4 separate regions of the Mus musculus genome follow, and regions 2, 3 and 4 are each linked to region 1. Evidence: chromatin contacts called from public promoter capture Hi-C data. All regions are on one chromosome and are shown on one strand. The core of a region is the stretch at or near the end of the contact, and the rest is flanking DNA. Distances in the headings are between cores, read along the strand shown.

What was found. Capture Hi-C pulls out chosen DNA fragments and counts their contacts.
Region 2: a contact with region 1 is called in a promoter capture Hi-C map of liver, with 2.4 times the contacts expected there. The contact joins the promoter of Srp9 here to the promoter of Ahctf1 in region 1. A contact is called at or near these places in 1 of 39 promoter capture datasets (pre-B cells) and 1 of 9 other capture datasets (liver).
Region 3: a promoter capture Hi-C map of liver shows a contact between it and region 1, with 3 times the contacts expected there. The contact joins the promoter of Lbr here to the promoter of Ahctf1 in region 1. A contact is called at or near these places in 1 of 39 promoter capture datasets (pre-B cells), 1 of 115 datasets of contacts at active chromatin or transcription factors (large pre-B cells) and 2 of 9 other capture datasets (adipose tissue and liver).
Region 4: a promoter capture Hi-C map of liver shows a contact between it and region 1, with 3 times the contacts expected there. The contact joins the promoter of Adss here to the promoter of Ahctf1 in region 1. A contact is called at or near these places in 1 of 39 promoter capture datasets (pre-B cells), 2 of 484 Hi-C or Micro-C datasets (B cells and CD4 T cells) and 2 of 9 other capture datasets (adipose tissue and liver).

The regions. Positions count from the first base shown.
Region 1 is chr1:179,800,714-179,806,284 of GRCm38.p6, forward strand. It overlaps Ahctf1 (AT hook containing transcription factor 1), which reads right to left and starts at 3,302. Exons shown (of 36, transcript NM_026375.2): 1 at 2,640-3,302.
Region 2 is chr1:182,122,098-182,127,668 of GRCm38.p6, forward strand. It overlaps Srp9 (signal recognition particle 9), which reads left to right and starts at 2,640. Exons shown (of 3, transcript NM_012058.3): 1 at 2,640-2,878. The coding sequence starts at 2,807. It overlaps Gm33725 (a long non-coding RNA gene), which reads right to left and starts at 2,669. Exons shown (of 3, transcript XR_373761.4): 1 at 2,336-2,669. It also overlaps the pseudogene Gm17968.
Region 3 is chr1:181,840,262-181,845,832 of GRCm38.p6, forward strand. It overlaps Lbr (lamin B receptor), which reads right to left and starts at 2,140. Exons shown (of 14, transcript NM_133815.2): 1 at 2,027-2,140.
Region 4 is chr1:177,794,023-177,799,593 of GRCm38.p6, forward strand. It overlaps Adss (adenylosuccinate synthetase, non muscle), which reads right to left and starts at 2,487. Exons shown (of 13, transcript NM_007422.3): 1 at 2,190-2,487. The coding sequence starts at 2,372.

The DNA of each region.
Region 1 (5,571 bases), core at 2,052-4,551:
CTGAATTGGCCAAGAATTTGCAATTAGAAAAAAGGAAGACTGAGATTTTCTATGTAGAACAAACTGATCTCAAAATCTCAAGACATACCCCTGCCTCTGCTTTTTGAGTGCTAGGATTAAAGGTGTGTACCATTATGTATGGCCACAATAAATTTTAAGATATAATTTTAAATCCCTCAATATTCAGCTTCTATTTTTTTAAGTATCACTATTTCATTATGAAGAGCAAAACTTATAAGGCTAAGAAACTTAAAAAAAATACCATAAACCAGTTTATGAAGTAAAATGCACAGTCCCAAAGTAAATAGATTCTACTGACTAAAAACAAAATTCTAAACCTAGCCATTAAATAAGTATCTGGTCCCAAGTAGGCAGTCTTTCACTTGTGATCCAAACAACCACACGCTGCTTTACTTTTTGTTGAATTCTGGTATTCAGACAGGATTTCTGAACTCCTGGCCTTAAACTCCGGCTTTCCACCACCATTTGCCACCAACTATGATTATAGGCATGCACCACCGTTCCTTGTGCTTTCAAAACAGTGTACTAGGAAAGACAGACCCCAATAGGCAGGGAAGATCTACATTCTGACCTCCAGATTACATTCTAGAAGAAGGTATTCATAATCGCAATATAAGATGCAGGAATGAAAGCTACAATAGAGATATATACACTGTGAAATCCTAAGAATAAACTGAGATTAAAAAAGAGCAGGGGCTGTGGAAGTGCACAGCCACCCGTTGGCAGAGGCAGGCAGATCTACTCAAGCCTGGTCTACAGAGTGAGTTCCAGGACAGTCTAGGCTGTCTTGAAAAATAATGTGGTAGTTAGAGGCAGGATTTGAAATGTGAGGATTTTAAAACGTTAAGCTGACATGCCTCAAAAGATGAGCACCCAACATTAAACACCTTTTCAAGAATATTATGAGCCCAGGGCTTGTCTTATTCTGTGTGGCTAAAGAAGAAAATCTGTGCAATAAGGCTGGATTAGAATAGACATGCTACGGAGACCTTTAAGCTAACCTAGAGAAGGAACACTTCATTCTTGGATTTATAAAGTTAGGATCTTAGCCTGGCGTGGTGGCGCACGCTTTTAATCCCAGCACTCGGGAGGAAGAGGCAGGCAGGCGGATCTCTCAGTTCGAGGACAGCCTGAGTTCCAGGACAGCCAGGGCTATACAGAGAAACCCTGTCTCAAAAAAAAAAAAAAAAAAAAAAAAAGCCAAAAATAAAATAAAATAATAAAAAAAATAAAGTTAGGATCTATGCTTTATTTGTTAAGTGGAGATCTGTGCTCCAACTTTAAATGTTTACAAATAATTAGGTTGCCTTACAAACTGGTAACATTTTACTACTAAATTACTATGTGGTTCCCACCTGTAATCCCGGTTATTCCCTGGGCTGAGGCAAGGACAGAGAAAAATTCAAGGATCCCCTGGCTACAAAGTGATAAGTGTCTCTCAAGAGTAAAGAGCAGGTCCTCTCAGAAGCAGGTTCTGCGCCTAACATGTGCGAGGCCATCCTCAGAACCACTAAAACTACAAACTAAATCACGGAATGTAGTCTCCCCATAGCACAAACATCACCGCTTGAAATAGGTAAATTCACCCAACAACGTCTGTCTTCTGGGAGGCTGACAGTTAAAGACAGTTCTTAAAGCCCACAGATTCTTTAGTATATCAAAAACCAAATTATATTTTCTTCTAAAGAATCCACGCTCTTTAAAAAATGTCTCCAACTGTCTATTAAAAAAAAAAGCACCCAAACTCAGCGACTTGGTTAGATCTCAGTGGCGGGGCTCGAGCTTAATAAGCTCGAGGTGGTAGCTTCGATCACTGGCATCAAAAATAAACAAAAATAACAACGCTCACTTTCCTATAACAACACACCTCTAAGAATGGCTGCCGTTTGCTTTAGGAACCGAAAAATCACAAGATCCCATGCTGGGGACACAACTCAAGTGGTGGAGCGCTTGCCTGACATGTGTGAGGACCTGGATGTGATTCTTCACGGTACCAAAAAGAAAGGTTCCACAAAGTCAACAAAAACCACCTGTCTCAAAAGGACCATGTGTGTACCTATCAATTCAAAAAGCAGAGTCGACTCTCCAAAAAGTCAACCAAAGGCAAAAGTCATGGGCCTTACAGCTCGCAGATGAGCTCCGGACACGGTTCTCTTAGATGTCCTGGACCAGATCCACTCAGCCCTGTGGCCCGCTTCGCGAGTGAAACTTTTTCCCCCGCCCAGGACTCACCCGAGCCAAGCACAGGACCATGTGGAGCTCACGCCAACGCCGGAGAGACTCGGAGCGCCCGCGGCTGTCCGCGGGGAACGCCCCACAAAGGTCTCCATCGCTCCGCTACACCCTGACGGCCCGGGGTCTCGAGTCAGACTCGTCCCGGGGGGCGGAGATCCCGCCCGCGGGCGCGGGAGACGAGCCCGGAGGCTCGACTCTGCGGCCATGTGCCGGCACCCGCCGCCAGGGTTATGTAACTAACGCCCGAGCGCTGGAACGAGCCGCACCGGTCGCGGCTCGCGGACGCCGCTTCCCCGCGAGGCGGTGCGCCCGGCCTAGGCCCCGGGCCTCGCCGCCCCGGCCGCCCCGCCCTCGGCGCGCGGGCCTGCGGTTCCCCACCCTACCTGAGCCCGCGGGCCAGGCCGCCAAGGGCCCCGGCGTCGCTGCTTCCGTGCGGTCCGTCACAGCATCTCCCGGGAGACACGGCCCGGCGCGCGCCCCGGGCCCGCGGAAGCCGCTTCTCGCTCAGTCTCTCGCCGGTCCCCTCAGGCCCCGGGTGCTCCTTCGCCCAATCCCGGCTTCGAACTCGTCCCACCGCCCGCGCCGCGTCCTCCCCGCTGGCGACTCGACTTACTGGGCTGGCACCGCTCGGGCCGCGCTCTGCGCATTACCCCGGGCGCACTGCCCGAACCCCACACACACAGCCTCTCCGCCCAGGGAAGGATCGTGGCCAGGGCGGGGATCCGATCGCAGATCGCGCTGCGGGGCTCGGACTTCTCGCGAGGGTTCCGGCCTCTGGCGCCGACTCCGCGGGAATTTTCAAACTTTCCCTACTAGGCCTTTCGCAAAGGGAGAAAACCGAGACGACGCCGGGAAGAAAGATTCATTTACGTACAGCAGGGTCTCTCCGCCTCCTAGGAGCAGATAGGCGAAAGACTACAAGTCCCATAGGGCTTTGTGCGCTGGGCGTAGTGTAGGGCGTGTCCGGCTTTGCGGAGCAAGGGCCGGCCTAATCTAGTGGCGGTTCCTGCTGGCAGCCAAGCGATAATCTTTCCGTCTATGACTGCTGCTCTTGCCTCCGTTTTTTCCGTTCTGTGCTCCAACTCTTCAAGGAAACGCACACACACACACAAAACCCAGACTTACTGAGAAACTCTTACTCTCATTTTTTTTTTTTTCTCAAAAAGCAGAGAGTTCAGGTCGCCTAGCCTAATCTTTTGTCATATATCTGACGCTGGGTAATTCTGCTGGCAGAGCTTCGTGCTTGGCATGCACGAAGCTGTAGGTTCCATTATGCCAAACCTATGTTTTCTTTTCGATTTGTTAGTATTGAGAGACGAGGAGTTGGGCAGACCCTTAGTAGACAAACAGGGACATGAGCCATGGCGAATTTCCAAGATGGCCAGCTTTTTTTAACCTCCTGATTTGAGACAAAAACCTGGCAAGCTTTTATCATCTACCTGCAGGTCACCTGCTGATGGACTGGTTCAATAAGTTCAAAGCCTGATTAGAACACGTTACACAACTGTAGTGGACCGATCAACCATCCATCCTTTCTGCCTTCAAACTGACCAACACTAAAGTAGGTCAGGGAGGTTTTAGAGGTTTTACAACCCCCAGGCCTCAAGAAGAGACTGGATTTTTCAGCTTCTCAAATCCCCTCTCTGTTTTGTAGAAGGTCTTTTTCTCTGTGTGTTTACTGCCTGCAATAAACGCCTTTTTAACTGCTAATTCTGCTACTGCTTGTTGTGCTTTGCCTTTTAACTCTTCTAGTCTTAACAGTTCTTTTTTTTTTTTTTTCCTTTCAGTTTGTTCTAGACATGGTTTCTCTGTGTAACAGCCCTGGCTATCTTGGAACTCTCTTAGTAGATGGGGCTGGCCTCAAACTCACAGAGATCTTCTTGCCTCTGTCTCCTGAGCCGTGGGATTAAAGACCTGAACCACCCTTTCATTCTTTTAACTATCAGTGAAAACAGATCCAATCAAGATCCCTAGACTGTATCATTTCTAGACTGTATCATTTCTAGACTGTATCATTTCTAGACTATCATTTGGAGCTCATCTTTGGGCTTTCTTCTGTAGACTATCAGTATCTCTCTTTGAAGCTAGACCCAGCACCAAAGAATTTTCAAACAAATGAAATAGAATGTGTCTTTATTACTGAGTTGTAAGAGCACAGGCAGAATCAGGAGGATCTCTGTGCGTTCAAGATCAGCCTGGTCTCCATAGTCGTTCCAAGGCTACATAGAGAAACCCTATCTCAAACAAACAAACAAACAAACAAACAAACAAACAAACAGAAGGGGGAAGAGAGAAGGAGAAGACATTAGTAGACTGCTTTAATCAGGAAAGCCTGTCTCTACTACTCTCTCTCTCTGCACAATTTTTGAGATAAAGCTGCCTCTTAGAAATAAACTGTTTATCTTTGTGACTTTTTCTTTATTCACTGCAAGATGTAAAAGTGTGCTAGTTTGCGCAAGGTATTATTCTAAATTGTGAGAGGAAGAAGTTAGACAAGATTTTGCAGTAAGTGTTGTGTGGTCTGGTTCTGTTTTGCTGGTAGTGAATGGGGTGTGTGAAGACTGTCTCATGTGCACCATTGGCCTTAAACTCAGTGTGTAACTGAGGATGACAGTCAGGGCTGGGGTTACAGGCATGCACCCCTTTCCCAGTTTTAGGTGGTTCTTAGGATCAAATTCGAGGCTTCATGAACGCTAAACAAGTACTCTACCAACAGAACTACATCCCCCATCCCTCTTTCTTATGAACTAATTTTCTGTTTTCAAACAGAAAACCTGCCTTTGTCCTACACCCATGTTAGTTTCCATCCCTGCCTGCCTTCCTCTTCTGTCTATATTCCCATCCTTTGGAACAAATTTCCTTCCATATCAGACTCCTTGGTAGTAAGAAGAAGATGGATTTTCAGCCCAGGAATTCTACCACTGAGCTTAGTAACTGGGGAATCAGGTGACCTTTTGGGCGTTTGTTCGTTAATCATCTGCAGAGCACAGAGGACTGACACAGAGCACAGAGGACTGACACAGAGCACAGAGGACTGACACAGAGCACAGAGGACTGACACAGATTCTTTAGGCTGAGGATTAAAAGTCCAGGGGTGGGGGTGGAAAGAACTGGGCGTGGTGGCACACACCTTTAATCCCAGCACTCGGGGAGGCAGAGGCAGGCAGATTTCTGAGTTCGAGGCCACCCTGGTCTACAAAATGAGTTCCAGGACAGCCAAGGCTACACAGAGAAACCCTGTCTCCAAAAACAAAACAACAAAACAGTTCAAAGTACTGGCTGCTCTTCAAGAGGACCAGAATTGGACTTTTCGTT
Region 2 (5,571 bases), core at 1,390-3,889, 2.3 Mb after region 1:
TGACTCTGCCTTGGAGAGATAAGCAAGGGGGCTTTGAGGACTCCAACATTTTGATTAAACCCCAACACTATGCCCTTTGACTTGTACAGGTGTGAAAGAGGGAATATTAAGATTTGTTGGAAAAAAAATATTTGCTGGGACCAATCTAAAAGAGGTAGGGTTAGAGGGTGTGAACATGATCAAGGCACATTGTGGACATGTGTGAAGATGTCATAACGAAACTCATTGTTATGTACACTGCTAAAAATGTTTACAAACTCCTCTTCCAAGAAGGCCTTTCTGCTGGACTGTCCTTTGTCTCGTCTCGTTTGTTTCTGCTCTTCAGCGTCCCCATAGCCCCTGCAATATGTCCCTTGTTCTAAGGGAATAGAAGCCTTCTTCTGAAGCTAATCTTATTCACAAGTGACTTTAACCTTCGTAGAGATGACTCAGCTAACCACCCAGCCTCCTGGGAACTTGAGCTGTAAAGCCCTAATGTTTGAGCAGACCTTCAAGCATCCCCCGGGAGGCTGACTTCAGAGTCCCTTTGTTTCACCCCCTTTAAAAAAAATCAAAATAATTGCTATCTATTTAGCCCAGGTACCATGATGGCCTCTTGCTAGGACTGCCATCATTCTTGTTTCTTTCTTCCTTTCTTTTCTTTGCTTATTTCTTTTTTTAAAAAGATTTATTTAGGGGGGCTGGTGAGATGGCTCAGTGGGTAAGAGCACCCGACTGTTCTTTCGAAGATCCGGAGTTCAAATCCCAGCAACCACATGGTGGCTCACAACCATGTGTAAGGAGTGTCTGAAGACAGCTACAGTGTACTTACATATAATAAATAAATAAATCTTAAAAAAAAAGGACTGAAGGTTTGTCCCAGAGACTGCTCAATGTTTAAAAAAAAAAAGATTTATTTATTTATTTATTTATTTATTTATTTATTATGAGTATGCTGTTGCTGTCTTGAGACACACCGGAGGAGGGCATCGGATCTAATTACAGGTGGTTGTAAGGCACCATGTGGTTGCTGGGATTTGAACTCAGGACCTTTGGAAGAGTAGTCGGTGCTCTTAACTGCTGAGGCATCTCTCCAGCCCTGCTTGTTTATTTCTAAGTAGCCCAGTTTGGCCTTGGACTAAATAGCTGGGACTTTCCGCAAACTCATGACATAAAAAAAGAAAAAGAAAGAGCAAAAGAAAAAAAGGAAGGAAGGAAAGAAGGAAGAAAAGAGAAAGAAAATGAATGAAAGGAAAGAAAAGAGAAAAAATGAAAGAAAGAAAAAGAAAGAGAAAGAAGGAAAAAGAAAAGAAGTCGGGCAGGGGTGGCGCACGCCTTTAATCCCAGCACTTGGGAGGCAGAGGCAGGCGGATTTCTGAGTTCAAGGCCAGCCTGGTCTACAGAGAGAGTTCCAGGACAGCCAGGGATACACAGAAAAACCCTGTCTTGAAAAACAAACAAACAAACAAACAAACAAAGAAGAAAGAAAGAAAAAGAAAAGAAAAAGATAGGGAAGAGGAAGGCAAGATGGGGAGGAGAATGTGGCTAAGTTCAGTGGCAGAGACCTTGTCTAGAATGCACAATCCTTAGCACTGAAAACCCAAAACAATACAAGACAAAACAAAACAAAAAACCCAACAAAACTGTTTAAAGCTGATCAATGGGGGCTGGTGAGAGGGCTCAGGGTTAAGAGCACTGACTGCTCTTCCAGAGGTCATGAATGAGTTCAAATCCCAGCAACCACATGGTGGCTCACAACCATCTGTAATGAGAAACAAAAAATAAAAACAACAACAGCAACAACAACAACAAACCTTTGGGCCCGGATTGAGGAGGGGCAGAGCAAGATGGAGAAGGGAAGGGGGAAAAAGCAGCTCAATGGACAGGGGGATGTAATTTTTAGTAAGAGTAAACATTCGTGGGGCCAGGAGTGAAGACAGAGGAAATGAATTACAAGGAGGCATGAAGAAATTTCTAGAGGTGAAAAATACCCCCATATATTGATTATGACATTAGGCAAGTAGGTATATGCTCTGTGGCTGTGTGACGTGTGTGTATATGTATTTTTTTCAGAATCCATGATCGTATATTCTCAAAGCCGATGTTTACTGCACACATAAACTATATACCCCAATAAAATTTCTTTTAAAAGCTGTCCTGTGTCACACTCTGCCTGAGGGAAAGACTCAAATTTCGTATCCTAGCAGATGCCACAGTGTAGCTTCCTTCTCTCTGTGCTTCTTCTCTTCCTCCATTCCCTTGAACACTACTGTTCCTCTTAAGTACACGTACACTGCAGATCTTAAATGTGCCTAGAGGTCTCGCCCTTCTCTACTCCCTATTCAGTTTGTCTCACCTCTGGGAGCCTTGCTCCTTTTTGTTCCACTGACCCGATACAAAAGTCTACCACAGAAAGTTTTTGGTTGCGCGTCCGTTATGTCTCCCCAACTCCTTGATTAGGCTTTGAGTGTGACAGCTGCGCCTTGTCATCACCACGACTGTGACTTGGGTACCAGGTCACAGAGCTCCTTAGTCTTTGGAAAGGCAGCACAGGCACTATCCCCTCCAGCCCTGCAGGCGGCGCTGTGGCAGCCGCCCTCTCCTCTCCCGACCTCTCAGAGCGGAGGCCCCGCCCCCCGACATCACGCCTCCTGCCCATTGGACAGGCGCGCGGCCGAGGCTGGCCAATGGCGTGAGCGCTCGTGAGCCTCCGTCTTTGCGCCGCCGGAGTGCAGCGCTGTGGGCGGTTGCGGGAGAGCGGCGGGCCGCCGGGGCGACAGCGCCGTGACTCGCTTCGCGGCCTTGTTCCTCGCTGCCTGAAGCCACGATGCCTCAGTTCCAGACCTGGGAGGAGTTCAGCCGGGCGGCCGAGAAGCTCTACCTGGCGGACCCCATGAAGGTGAGTCGCTGCAGGGACCGCCCTGGGGCCCGGGGCTTCTCTACCCTTGGCGCGGCCTGAGCACGCCCAGGAAACAGTCGGCCCACCCGGTGCCACTGTCCCTTCGTCTGCTTCCGACTGACCCGGAGACCCAGTGACCCAGCGAGGCGACCCCAGCAGCTACAGGCAGGGCGGTTTCCGCAGCGCCGGACCCCACAGCGGCCTGCACCCGGGGGAGCTCCTAACTTCCGCTCGGGATCTGGTTGGTTTACGTGTCGCTGAGTGGGCTCCTCCCCCTGCACCGTCGCTTTCCTGTCCGTCGCTTAGTTTAGTGCCCCTTTCCTTTCCTACCCAGACCCGAGAGTACCAGCTTATAAAATGGTGCTACTGTACGTCCCAGTTAGGAAGCACCTGCTCTACTTTTTTTTTTTTTTTTTTGGATAGTGGGGATTTTTAGTCTTTTCCTGGACCAGTTGAAACATGGAGACTGTTTGCACTCTCACGTTAGACATAAATGTTTGCAAGCGGTTTCATTCCCCAAAGCAAACTACCCAGTCCCATCTCAGCAGTTCAGAACAAGTTCCGGGAGGGGGACACAAAGGTCAGCTTCATCATTCCTTAAAGGATTGTTGAAGGTATGGTAGACGCATGTTTTATGAATATACACGTTAAGGAAAAAGAAAACAAAAACAAAAAAACCGATGAGCAGCTAACAATCTCAAGAACCCGGGCTCAGTGCATAACACGAACTCTGTGTGTGTGTGTGTGTATCATAATGAGACTGCAGAGACACTCAGCATGCAGAACTCACTTAAGGATGGAAAGAGGGAATCTACTCCTTAAATTTGCCCTCTGACCACACATCTCTCACACTAACATGTACACACACAGACACACACATGTAAGTAAAAATCAAAAATATATTGGTACTGGCAGCTTGCGGTGGCAGTACTTACTACAGGATTTTACAGGGAGCATCTTTTACTTTTGGTTGTGAGCATAGCCTTTAGCAGCTAAGCCATCTCTCCAAGCCCACAGGAAGCATCTTTTAAGAAGGTCAGTCCATTAATTCTTACGTATGTCAGTGTTTGCTTGTGCACATGGGGTGCCTGCCCTGCTGGGGTCAGAAGAGGGCATTGAATCCCCGGGAAATGGAGTTAGGCATGGGTGTGAGCCACCTTGTGGGTGCTGGGAGCCAAATCTGTGTCTACCTGCATTAGAACCACAGGAAGACCAGAGTAGACAGTAGAACATTCGGAACCATCCTTGTGTATTTTTAAGCTCCTATCTTCTCATGCGTCCTAGATGGGCCTCATTAATGTCCTGTGGAGATGAGAGTGATCTTGAACTCTGGGTGTTAGCTCCCCCGGCCCTTCTTTTTATTTCTCAGGAACTCAGAGATCCGCCTGCCTCTGCCTCCCGAGTGCTGGGATTAAAGGCGTGTGCCACCACACCCGGCTGCAGGCTCCCTTTTTAAGGCAACATTTAAAACTAATGATCTTATTAAAGTGATAATAAATGGCTAGGTAGATTAGGTATTTTTGAAATTGTGTAGTTTGTGACAGTGGTGGCTTCTTGTATGTACTTTCATGTGGTTCATTTCCTCAGTTGGGCAGTGTGCTGTAAGGTGGTATAAGGTTTGTCCAGAAGGGCCTGATACTGACAACAGTATACAGTGTCTGCATTTAGTAAAGAGACTGTAGATACACCAGCACACATTGAGTGACTATTTGAAGATGTAGTTGCGGGGCCAGTGAAAGTAGAAGTGTCAGGGAGTTGTGATGAGAAGGAGACACAGAGGAGGAGCTGGCCAGATCTGTCCAGGAGAAAATCCTTGTGGCCTCCAAACTTAAGTATAAACCCTGGATCTGAACTCCAGTCCATTCTGGTCCTCGTAGGGCTAACGAAGACAGTTTGTTGGTCTCTAGGATTTGTGTGCGGGAATTCTGCTTTCTGTACCCAGCACATTCAGTGTGGAACCAATGTACCTTTTCACCCTTTACTCTTCCCTTTATGGCTTGAACTGAAATGCTGTTGCTGGTGAGCTGAAAGAGCCCGTGGTTGCTCTGTCTTCCTTTTAGTCCCTCCCTTACGTTTCTGCTACCGTGGTCTGAGAATACCGACACTGCCGTGTCCTCTGCTTAAAACCAGTTCTTCATTGATTACTGAATGAAGTCCTGACTCCCAGTCGCACTGTCTTGATTCAGTCATTCTGGCTTCAGACTTGGTGAAGCCATAGATACATCAGCTCTTTGTTCAGAGTGCTTATACTTTCTTCAGCCTTCTCTATATGAAAACAAAACATGTATTTTCAAAGCCACATCCCAAGAAAAGTGGTTCTTGGCCTCTTTTTCCTTTAGCACTTTTACCAGTATTTTTCTTTATAGGACTTTTTTTTTTTAAATAGACTTAATTCACTTTATTTTTCTTGTATAAAAACCCTCATATGATAGCCACAGATGGAACCTGGGTCCTCTGAACAGATACTCCAGTGTGGGTTTTCACAAGGTGGCCAGTGAATTCCTGATAAAGAGACTTGAATAACAAAGTTTCTTTCCAGAGGTCAGGGGTCAGGTAGCTGTAGGTCTTGGAGGTTGCACCACTGGTGGCCTTGGCAGTGTTATCCAGGGTGGCAGTGCAGCCCCTGGCTGATTAATGGCACTTATCAATATTGGCCATCATTAGTAGTTTTTTGGGCACAGGAGCAGAGACAA
Region 3 (5,571 bases), core at 890-3,389, 2.0 Mb after region 1:
CACCTCTCTTCCTCCCCAGATCAATTAGGTTCTCCTACTCTTTCCAAAGTTTGAGAAAGCCCACAATGTCTTTCTATATGAAGGTGCCAGTAGGATCTCAAACAACACTTCAAAAACTTGCAATAGGAGCACTTTGTGGCTTGGGGACCGCCTGCATCTTTAAAAGGCCCTGGAACAGATTTATTCTGAACTATCAGAAGCATCCAATCCTTGCCATTCATCCCATCCAGGTACTAACCACGTCTGATCCTGTTTGGCTTCAGAGATCTGATGAAATCCAGAGGATTAGAATGGTATGGCCCTAGACTCACTGCTGTTTCTCTACTGCATCTTGAAGACACCACATTAACTATGAGTCCAACAAAGAACACAAGTCAAAGTTTAAAAAAAAAAAAATTCTATTACTTATTAAATAGTAGGTAATACATAATCAAGGCACCCAGTAGATATTTGAGCCTCAATTTTTCAAAAATATGCCTATAATGTGTAATATAAAATTTGATCCCCAGAAAAAAAGGGAGGAAAAGAACTGAGACTAGCAGGGCATGGTGGCTTTAATCCCATTCTTTGGGAGGCAGAGGAAAACAGACCTCTGTATGTTGAAGGTCTGCCTAGCCTGCACTGTGTTCCAGGACAATAAAGGCTGTGCAGAGATCTTGTCTCAAAAAAACAAACAACAACAACAACACAAACCATGAACTGACACTGATGGTGATATTTTATATAGCATGTGGAGAACGACCTTGTCTTAGGAGACAAAAAAAAAAAAAAAAAAATGGGCTGCCAACAAGATATGAATGCCACTTTGCACAAGATCCACACAGTCAGTGGAAACTACATAACACATCCCAAAATATTGCCCAACAGGAGATAATTATACTGGATAGGACAAGGAGGCTCCAGACTCCCGTGTATTCTTATGCACCCAAGTAACGCATAAGAGACGCACACAGGCTTCCCTAAACAAACAGGTTGTTTGCAAAGAAAAGTCACTCGCTAAACTGTACCCTCAACCACATACCGCAGAAATTCAAGAATCCTCAGGCTTTTTTCCTGTCAACCCAGATTCTTGCTAACCCGAGGGTCATTTGGCACTGAACGCCTCACATATTATGGTACAATATAACACTATGTATCAGTGTGGCCGATTTCTTTCTACGATGCTCCGGTGCGTTACTAAGATCTTTAATCGTTTCCCCCCCTCTCCCAAATTCACTTAATGTGGCAGAAAGAAAAAGCTCAAATGGTGGCTCACAGCTACCCTTTAACACCTGAGCCGGCACAGGCCTGCTAGGCAAAACGCAAACAGGAAGGCGTTCGCAGGGTCTGTGCCCCTTCAGAGCCGTGCAGGAGAAAGCTGGCTGTCCTGGCAGAGTGGCCTTTTCCCTTAATACCCAAAAGCACGCTAATCTTAACAGTCCTTACTCACTCCCGCCCCAACTCCCCAGTCAACGCTCATCATCACCCTCTCTGTCCGTATTAGGTCCTCCATCCCGCGCTTCTCTGTAGCCCCATCTTCTAACCCTCAGAGCAGCTGCTACTTTGTAGCCCCAGATCTAGTCCTGCTCCTGCACCTGAGCCACGGCCCTAGCACACCAAGTGCGCTACACAGGGCGGGCGGGCGCAACGCCAGGCCAGCCCGCCATCGCCGAAGTGCCCCGGAGCAGGCCCTCCGCACCCCAGCGCGCACTGAGTGGCCCTCGAAGCTGCTGGAGGCGCGAGGTCCGCTGTCACCGCGCAGAAGCACTCAGGAGGCCCGGATAGGCGGGACGGCGCCCTGGCAGGAGCCAGAGGCGGTTAACCCCTCCTCCGAAGGCCGCCCGCTTTCCGAGGGCCGGGAAGCCGCGGCGAGCACAGCCCAGCCCGGCCCGGCCGGGGCACCCAACGCGCGCGTCCGAGACGGGGATCGGGGGTTGTCCGCCATCCGAAACCCGCGCTCGACTTCCGGCCCGCGCGGCCCCAGCCTCGCCGGCCGCCCCGGGGAACCCGCTCTCCACACGCGGCGGAGTCCCGCGCCGACGCTCACCTGGCCGCGCTCCGGCGGGAACTCCAGCCACTCCAGGACAGTCACCAGCAGCCAGCGGCGACTCCGCGCGCGACACAGCCGGCCGCGCTCTCGCGCCCCCGAGGTCCCGCCCCTAGCGAGGCTGCCCTGAGCTCCCCATTGGTCCCTCGACCTTTTGAATCATCGCCGGCGCTGGCGATTGGTCGAGGGCCAGTGGCGCGTCCAGCCCGCCCGCTCGTGAGCGTCCGGCGTCCCCACCCGGTTTATCTCCGCAGCCCAGGCACCAAGCCGCGCTTTGGCTCGCGCCCTCCTGCGGAGCGATCTAGGCCGGCGGTCTGGGAGGAGGGTGAAGCTCGCGCGACGCCAGGCAAAAGCGTCCGCTGCTGTCACCCGGCTCTCGGTCCGTGTGTAACCTCGGGAGCCAGCGGGCCGCGCGCTTAGTCCGGCCACGGCCGAAGCCCGCGGGCTTCGCGTCCCGCCTGGACCCGACCCCAGCAGGCCCAGGCCGGAGCCCCCAAACTCCCCCCCCCCCTTACACTTGCCACCACTGGTTGTTTCCTTCCTCTCGGGTTGAGAGTTCAAAGCAGTTCGTTAAAGCTCCCTACTTCGCCGTGCTGTTTTTAAAGGTATTTCCAACATCCCTTATTAAATACATCTGAGTGTCTTCCTGCCTCGGAAGCACTGTGGGTTCAGATGCAAGGCTGAAATAAGTCTTTTCATCCGCAGCGTGGCTTCAGGTGCACAGCGCTGTCACCTTCTCAGCTACAAACGAGTGAGTAAGTGCGTGCCTCGGAGCCCTTCCTAAGAAAGAGTGCTCACCACGATTTGATTTGTCATTGCCGTTGGGGTTGCCCTGGGTGGAAATCTAAACCACAGATGTGTGCATCAAGAAACCTCTAAACGTAAAGTTTGGCAAATCCCTTAAGCTTCAGCTCTTAAAGACGAATCCTACTCCGAGTCCTGCGGCAAATAACACAGGAAAACACCATGGGAAGGATGTCGTTTGAGATAAATTCTACTAATACCAAAGACATCCTTCACTCCTCAAACCCAGAGCCAAGGTTCCGTTGGGTTCCCTCCACAGGACATATAAGCATTTTCACTTACAAAATAAAAGACCAGAGGCGGGGAAACCTTGTAAACTTTGGTTTATAGTTTCTTCAAAAGGACCAGGCCAGTGAGGCTGGAGAGCCAGCTCAGATGATAAAGAACCCTGCCTTGAAAGAATAAGAACTTTGTGAGCACTTGAGACCCTCAGCACTAAAATTAAAACAAGAGGAAGGTGCTCTCAAAAGGCTGTAACTATAATGAAGGGGACAGAGGTAGCTGGGGACAAACAGATCTCCCTGGACTCAGTTGGTAACAGCTAGGATTTTGTGAGACACCCTGTCTCAAAGAGCAAGATGTTGCGCAGTTGGAGAAAGACAACTTACACTAACCTTTGGCCTTCATGTATACACTTGCACACACACACACACACACAAATAAGCCTGTATACGAATTCAACATCATACCTTATATTCACTAAAGATGTTTGTGTGTGCAAGGCATGGGTACATACAGAACTCATTCCTGCTTTTCCTTAACATTTAACTTTAAATTTTTTAATTTTATTAATAAGTTAGAAGAGGTAAGGACATGGATCCGGACCTACTAATTAATTGTGAAAATTAGATGCAGCTGTTCATTGGGAAACGCAGCTGGCAATAATTCCTTATAACATTCTCTTATTTCAGATTCACGAAATTGCCATTTGTAATCAGTACATTCAGGTAGATGAAATGTTTGTTTGTTTTTTTAACCACATGTATATCAGTAAGTTCTTAATGGATTTTGGGTCTTTCTCTATCTAAATCTCATGGTTGCATAATTTGCAATTAGATGTGAGTTGTAGCCTCACTGCAGCCTGTTTAAACTACCAAGTTCATCTTTTTCTTTAAAAGCTAGAGGTGGAGCATAAACCCTTTACCCTTGGCCAGCCACACCCCAGCCCCTGGTAAATCAATCCTAAAGATCCCTTTCTCTGACTGTTAGCTAAGAAGTAAGCCTAAAAATATGTTTGGATGCTCTCAGAGTCCAGAAATACTTCTCTGCAGAAAAATATCCCAACTTCAGCAGGACACGGGACAGCCATGCAGAAACCCTGGCCTGCTGGAATCTGAACAGATGTGGTGGTCTCTGGACCTCCCCAGGCTTGCTCTTTATCTACCCCACCTCACCAGCTCTCCAGAAGTCTCCACAGACTGGCCGGCCCTTCCTTTGACACTCTAGAATGTTCCTCTCTTTTCCAGAGTGCAGCATCCCAGGAAAACTTCACAAAGTACTTGCCACACACAGGGCTCTGTGCCACAGGCATCCATACTCATAGAGCATAGGAAATACGTTTTATACACTTTGTATCTGTGCCCATTAAGTTCACCAGTGAGCTTGCTGACTGTGAAACTGTGTTCTGGGTGTCCTCCAACTGTCCTGGGTGTCCTCCAGAAAGCCGGGTTCTATCTCCTTGAGCTTCCTCCAGTGTGGATAAAACCTACACAGAGAAATCCTGTCTGAAGGGAAAGAAGACAAAAGACAAAAAGCATCGGAGCTCTCCTTCAGGGAAATTCTCCCCCAGCCTAGTGGATGTGTAAAACCTATACCTCGGGTGTCTCTTGCTGCTGCCGCTGGTCCTGCTGGCGTTTTCTTCAACTGTGCTAAATGGCCTTTGCTTTTTTTGTTTTGTACCCTCTTTATGTAGAGCCTCTCAGTAGGCCTTGAATTCACAATGATCTGCTTGCCTGCTGGCATTAAAACCATGCACCAGTCGGGCGTGGTGGCGCACGCCTTTAATCCCAGCACTCCGGAGGCAGAGGCAGAGGGATTTTTTAGTTCGAGGCCAGCCTGGTCTACAAAGTGAGTTCCAGGACAGCCAGGGCTATACAGAGAAACCCTGTCTCGAAAAACCAAAAATAAAAAAGTGAGAAAAATAAACCTACTGTATATCTCAAGAGGCGGTCAGGTCCTGATTCGGAATACTGTGTCAGCAGTGTATGACCCTGCTCCTCCTCCCAAAGACAGTCTCCACCCACCCATCCACCATGTGTGGAGGGAGAAGAGCTAAGGTGTGGGTGGGAGGGTCAAGCACATCCACACAGGGCCGCCATTAGTGAAGCTCTGGCTCCACCCACAGCGTGACTGAATAGTTCAACCAATGGCTACGGGGTTATGCCTTCACTTAGAATGAAGACCATTGAGATCTATCTAGCTCCCAAGATTTTTACAAACCCCACCACTAAACTACACCCACTGGGAGCCGCTGAGAGCATCGCAGCAGGAGTCGGGGTGGGGCTGGTGTCTGGTGAAGCCCTTCTGGGTGTCATTTGCATTTTTTTATCACAGTGAGTAGATACCATCTCCTTTCCTAGTGTAGAGAAAGTGAGACTCAGGGACAATAATAAAACTGACCCAGGATCACATTGAGCACATAAATACTGGGATAGAAACTGACCCGGGATCCGAGAAAGCCAAGGACCCAAAACTTCCCCTTTATCCAACCTGGGCTCAGCTGCCTCCTAACCATTGCCAAG
Region 4 (5,571 bases), core at 1,237-3,736, 2.0 Mb before region 1:
CAGATGGATCATGTACTTTGATCATATTCATCACTCTTTGTCCCAATCTCCTTTCTCCTTCCTCTTTCCAGATAGTTCTTTCTTGTCTTTTTAAAATTTTCCCTTTGGATGAGGAAACATACTACATTTGTCTTTCTAAGTGTGTCTTACTTAGCAAAATGTTCTAATTCCATCCATTTTCCTGTAAGTGACATAATTTTTTCTTTATACCTAAAACCCAAATTATGAAATAAACTCAAAAATCAATCCAAGCCCTAAATGTCTTTCTCCACTCTATACATTCCACTATCTTCAGTGTTGTAACTACGAGAACTTCATTAAGTAGATACTGAGTTACTAATGCTGGTCAAGTAAGTTAGTTACAAAGATGAATCATCACAAAAGAGAAATGCTACAGGGTCAATGGTGCCATTAAGAACTTGGGAGGCAGTTCCAGGCCACCCAGGACTACAGCTTGAGTTCCAGGACAATACAGTGAAACCCTGTCTCAAAAAAAGAAAAGGAAGGAAGGAAGATAGATGCTTAAAGTCTATTCTTTACCTTCTTACAGCTAATGAGATTAGTAAAAATTCTAAAGCACACAAGAACAAAATGTAAGGACTATGTAAGTAGTAAGGAGTTTATAAGAGTGAGAAGTCTGACCATTTACTTCTCGGCTGGCCTCCTCCTCAATCTTTCCTCTGGGGATTCCAGAGTCATCAGATCAGACTGATACATGACCTCCCTCAAGAACACTTTCTTGGTAACATAGTAACACCGACAGTCTACAAACTGATTCTATAACTTTTTAAAGGTCTATTATTTTGAAACCCTTTTAGAGAAGTGCCACAACGGCTTTGTACAACCACACACTACTCCTCGACGCAGCTGGACCTGTGCACATTTTCAAGTAAAAAAGCAAGCAGTCCTCAAGTCCATCCTTCTGCCCCGCAAGAGTTTAGGCGCTTTGCTAAATCTTCAGCCCAGCTACCAGATCTGATTTTAAAAGTGAAAGGTGAAGGCTGGGCTTTGGATCACCTCCTAGGCGAGTCAGATTCCAGGCCAACACCTGTGAGAGCACCATTAAATATGCATGTTGCCAGACAAGCTGCTGGAAGAGAAAGAACCTGTGAAAGAACCCTGTGAATTGAAGAATGGTGGTAAAGCGGCAGTTGGAGCAATAGGGCTCCACACACAGTAAAAAGATGACCCAAGTCAAAGCACCTGGCCTTTTACAGGCCGGTTTCTTCATACGTTTCAATTTTAGGTAAAAAAGCTTTCCACGATTAGCCTAGACCACAAGGCACCCCCACACAAAACCATGTACCTTCAGGGAGAAAAAAATTCTTACAATCTAAATACGCCACCATTAACTTCCAACACTGCACCTTGTTTTGAATGTGGGAACTGCTCATTTATTTTGAATTCTGAAACGGGGATGATAGTTTTCTGAGAGCCTTTTTCAAAGGCCTACCCTCTAGGCTGCTTCAAAGCAAATGACTAATAAGAAAAAAAAAAAAAAAAAAAAAAAAAACTAACACTAAAACCCACGTGTCTCCGGGTAGGAAACACTGGATTTCCTGAAAGTCAACTTTTTATATTACCGAAGCATTGTAAACATTTCTAAATTATCCGACTTGAAATCTCCGTATTTAGTTGCCTCACACTCACTTTTCAACTTACTGGGGATTCCTTAAGGACCGGTGAGTAATAAAAACAGATCTCCCCTTAATAGTAGTCTATGAAATACGAGTTAAAAACAAAAAACAAACAAAAGCACCGGAGGGCCCCAAACAGTCTCATCGCCCCGTAGCGGATTCTGCTATCAACAAAGTGGACCGATGGAGGCGAGGTTCTGCGTGCCTAAGCCTGTAGGTAATGCAGTGCTGAATCTCGATTTCAGGGAAATTGGGGAAAAGGACCCTTCCTAGTCCGCGCCGGCGGGTGGGCCTGGCCGGGTCTAGCCAGAGTCCCGAGCAGGCCTCGGGCGGAAGCTCCCTCAACTCTGCCCGCGGCGCACCGCCAGCCCAGTCCCCAGACCCCGAAATGCAGCTCCAACATCGCGCATCTTCCAGGTTCCTCCAGAGTCACCCGGAGCGTCACCGGAGACTCCAGGGCAGGGGTTCCCCGCAGCTCCCAGCCCGAGGGACGCACCTCAAGGTGACACCTCACCGCGCCGGCCGTCCCAGAAAGGGCCCGGCTTCCCTCACCTGGCAGCGGCACACGATGTCGGCGTCCTGCGCCAGTAGATCCACCACCTTCCCTTTGCCCTCGTCGCCCCACTGCGCTCCCAGCACCACAGTCACCCGGTTCCCTCCGGACCGCGCCCTGGGGCGGCCACAGTCGCCGTTGGGCAGGGAGGTGGCCGCCGGGCTGCTCTCGGAGATCGACATGGCTCCCGGCAGGGCAGAAGAGCCTTAAGGAGACGGGGCAGGAGAACGGAACGTGAACCCAACTGCTGCGCCGCCACCAGCCACATGCGGAGGAAGAAGGAGCCAGAGGCCGGCCCCGCCCCCGCCCCGAGGGCCGCCACCCTCTCTCCAGGCCCCGCCCCGCGCTCCGCCGCCCGCCCGCTCAGGGCGGGACCACACTTGGCGCAGGCCGAAGCCTCTGCGCGGCCCGCAGGCGCCACGGCCTCAACTGCCGCCACCCCAGGGCGGAGGCCACACCCCATCCCCGGCTTGGCGCGCTGCTCCGGGGAGAACCGCGCGAGAGCGGAGGCCAGGGGGCGGGGCTAACGGAGAGTTCCGCCCTCTGTGCCCGCCCACCAGCCTCTGGCCTTTCAAACTCGCGGTAGGGAAGGGGGTGAAAGAGTGTGGAACTACAATTCCCAGCATGCAATGCTCTGTGAGATGGCCAAGGCATGGCACCACAGTGTCAGGGTTGGCTGGTTTCGGTCTCTAAAAGCCAATTTGGTTTTCTGTGTCTAAACACTTGGGTATCTTAAAGAATGAAATACCCTTACAAAATGTAAACTGGGATTTAAAAATATGTGGAGGCTGGAGTGGAGCCGAATAAATTTAGAACTGAAAAGGGACTAAAAGTGCAAACTAAAAGCAGTAAAAATGAAATCTAGAGATAGCATCCTAACTCTTCCCATTTTTACAGTATCTGGGGCACAAAGATGAGTCAATTGCCTATGTCATATCCGAATGTACCTGGGTTATTTGATCCCCACAACCTTAAAGTTTACAATATTTTGTAAAATACGTTCGTTCTACAAAACAATTTCTCTTCTCCCATTTTTTCTCTGTTGAAGTGTTGGAGATCAAATTCAGAACCTTGTAATTTGATGCGAATACTGTACCACTGAGTTATTCGCCCCCCAGACCTTCGAACTCTTAAATAGCTTATCAGTTCCTCTCATGGGCGTTAAAATGGTACTTTGGACAGTTTGCAGATTGAGTAAGCCTAGGTGCTTCTCAGTGTTTTAATTGTAACTGATTACAGAGTGTGCCTATTGTCTATCTAATGTGGGTTTATCTATGTATTTATTTACTTATTTATATTATTTGTGTGTGAGAGGTCACATACCATGTTGTGTGTCTGTCTGTCTGTCTGAAGGCCAGCAGAGGGCCTCAGATCCCTGGGAGTCAGAGCAACAGGTGGTCGTGAGACATCTGAAAATACAGCTGTTCTCAACCTATGAGTTGAGACCCCCTTAGGGAGTCAATCAACCCTTTCACAGGGACTGCATATCAGATGTCATATCTGTTAGGTATTTACATTATGATTCACAACAATAGCAAAATTACAGTTATAAAATAGCAGTGAAGTAATTGTATAGTTGGGGGATGGGGCAACCACAACCTGAGGAACTGTATTAAAGGGTCACAGCATTAGGAAAGTTGAGAACCACTGAGACAACAGGTGCTAAAGAGGGAATCCAGATGCTCTGGAAGAGCAGCACGTGCTCCTAACTACTGAGCTGCCTCTCCAGCCCTGATCTAATGTTCTCACTGCAACCCAAACTGTGACATTAAATTTTGGTAAAGGAAATAATTGCTTTGAAAAAAGACTAATAATAAAGAATGTAGCTCATTGCTTGCTAGCACATGTAAGACCTAGGATTTAATACTCACCATTACAAACAAATCCATATGGCATAGAATCATATCCTGTGTGCTGTCTCCCAGTGTCCTGATCACCGAGCATCTATAAAGTCCAGTTTTACATTGCATAGTTCTCCTACTCATATACTAATCAGACCAGTCTCTGCTTGAATTCTATGGTGGGCAGGGTTTCAGGTGTGATTATAATAGGAGTACTTACTGTACCAGTACTGGTCTTATCATTAAGTACGGAGAATCTATGCTATACTAAGACCTCTGAGCACAGGTAACACAGTGAATCAAGATCACCAGTTGGGACATGAACGGTGATCTACTACTTCTGTTCTCCTGGTCCTGACTTCTCCCCCCCCCCCCCTTGGTAGCCATTTTAAAAGTCTCTCCACTTTGGTTAAACCATGCCAACTGCCTTGAAACCACAGGAGTCAGCAATAGAGAACTGAGGTCATTTGTTTTTCTGGATTCTTGCCACAAGTCTCTAGAGCCTGATAGTGCCTGGCCATCCAGAGTACTTCTTAATCATCCCACATGCTTGACTACTCATTTGGGAGTCCTTGCTAAGGCCAATTTGAGGGCCAAAAGAGGAAACCTATCAACATTCCCCTTGTTGTGACCATAAAAAAGAGAAAGAGCTATAAGAATATGTTCTGGCAGGGTGTGGAGGAAGGGGGTTATTCAGTGGGCCCAGGTGGAGGCATCCCTTCCCCCTGAGGAACCAGACACACACCACTATAGTATAGAATAGAGTTTATTCAGGGCATGGGGGGGGGGGTTTTAAGAGGGTAGTAGAGGCAGAGAGAGGCAGAGAGAAGGAGAGAGTAGAGACGTAGTGGCCGGTCATAGCCACGTGGAGAGAGGAGGGGGAGGGAATTGGAGAGAAGGGGCACAAGGGACAAGAGAGAAGCAAGAGAGCAAAAGGGTAAGAGAGAGAGAAGGGGCCAAGCAGCCCCTTTTATACTGGGCCAAGCCTACCTGGCTGCTGCCAAGAACTATGAGGTGGAGTTTAGACAGAATATCAACACCCCTGCCCACCTACTCTGTGATGGTTTGTATATGCTGGGCCCTGGGAGTGGTCTGTTCACAGCAGTAAAACCCAAACTAAGACAGAGGTTGCTACCAGGAGTCAGGTATTATTGTGATAGGCCTGACCATGCTTTTGTTTGGAAGAATGTGGATTTTGGGACTTAGGATTTGGAAAGCAGTGGGATGCTTTAAATGGAGCTTAATGGAACATCCTAGTAGGAATATGGAAGATTTTGTTACTGAGAATGAATTGAATTGTGCAGACCTGGCCCAAGAGGTTTCAGTAAGAATTTCAATATGTGGACTAGAGACTGTTTTGTGGTATTTTGGTCAAGAATGTGGCTACTTTTTGCCTTTGTCTGAAGGATCTGCCTGAGGCTAAAGTGAAGAATCTCAGATTCATTGCATTCAGATAAAGGAAGTCTCAGAAACTCCCATCATAGACTTTGTTATCTGGTTAAGTCTCATGAAGAGCATTTTAAACAAACATATCAAGATG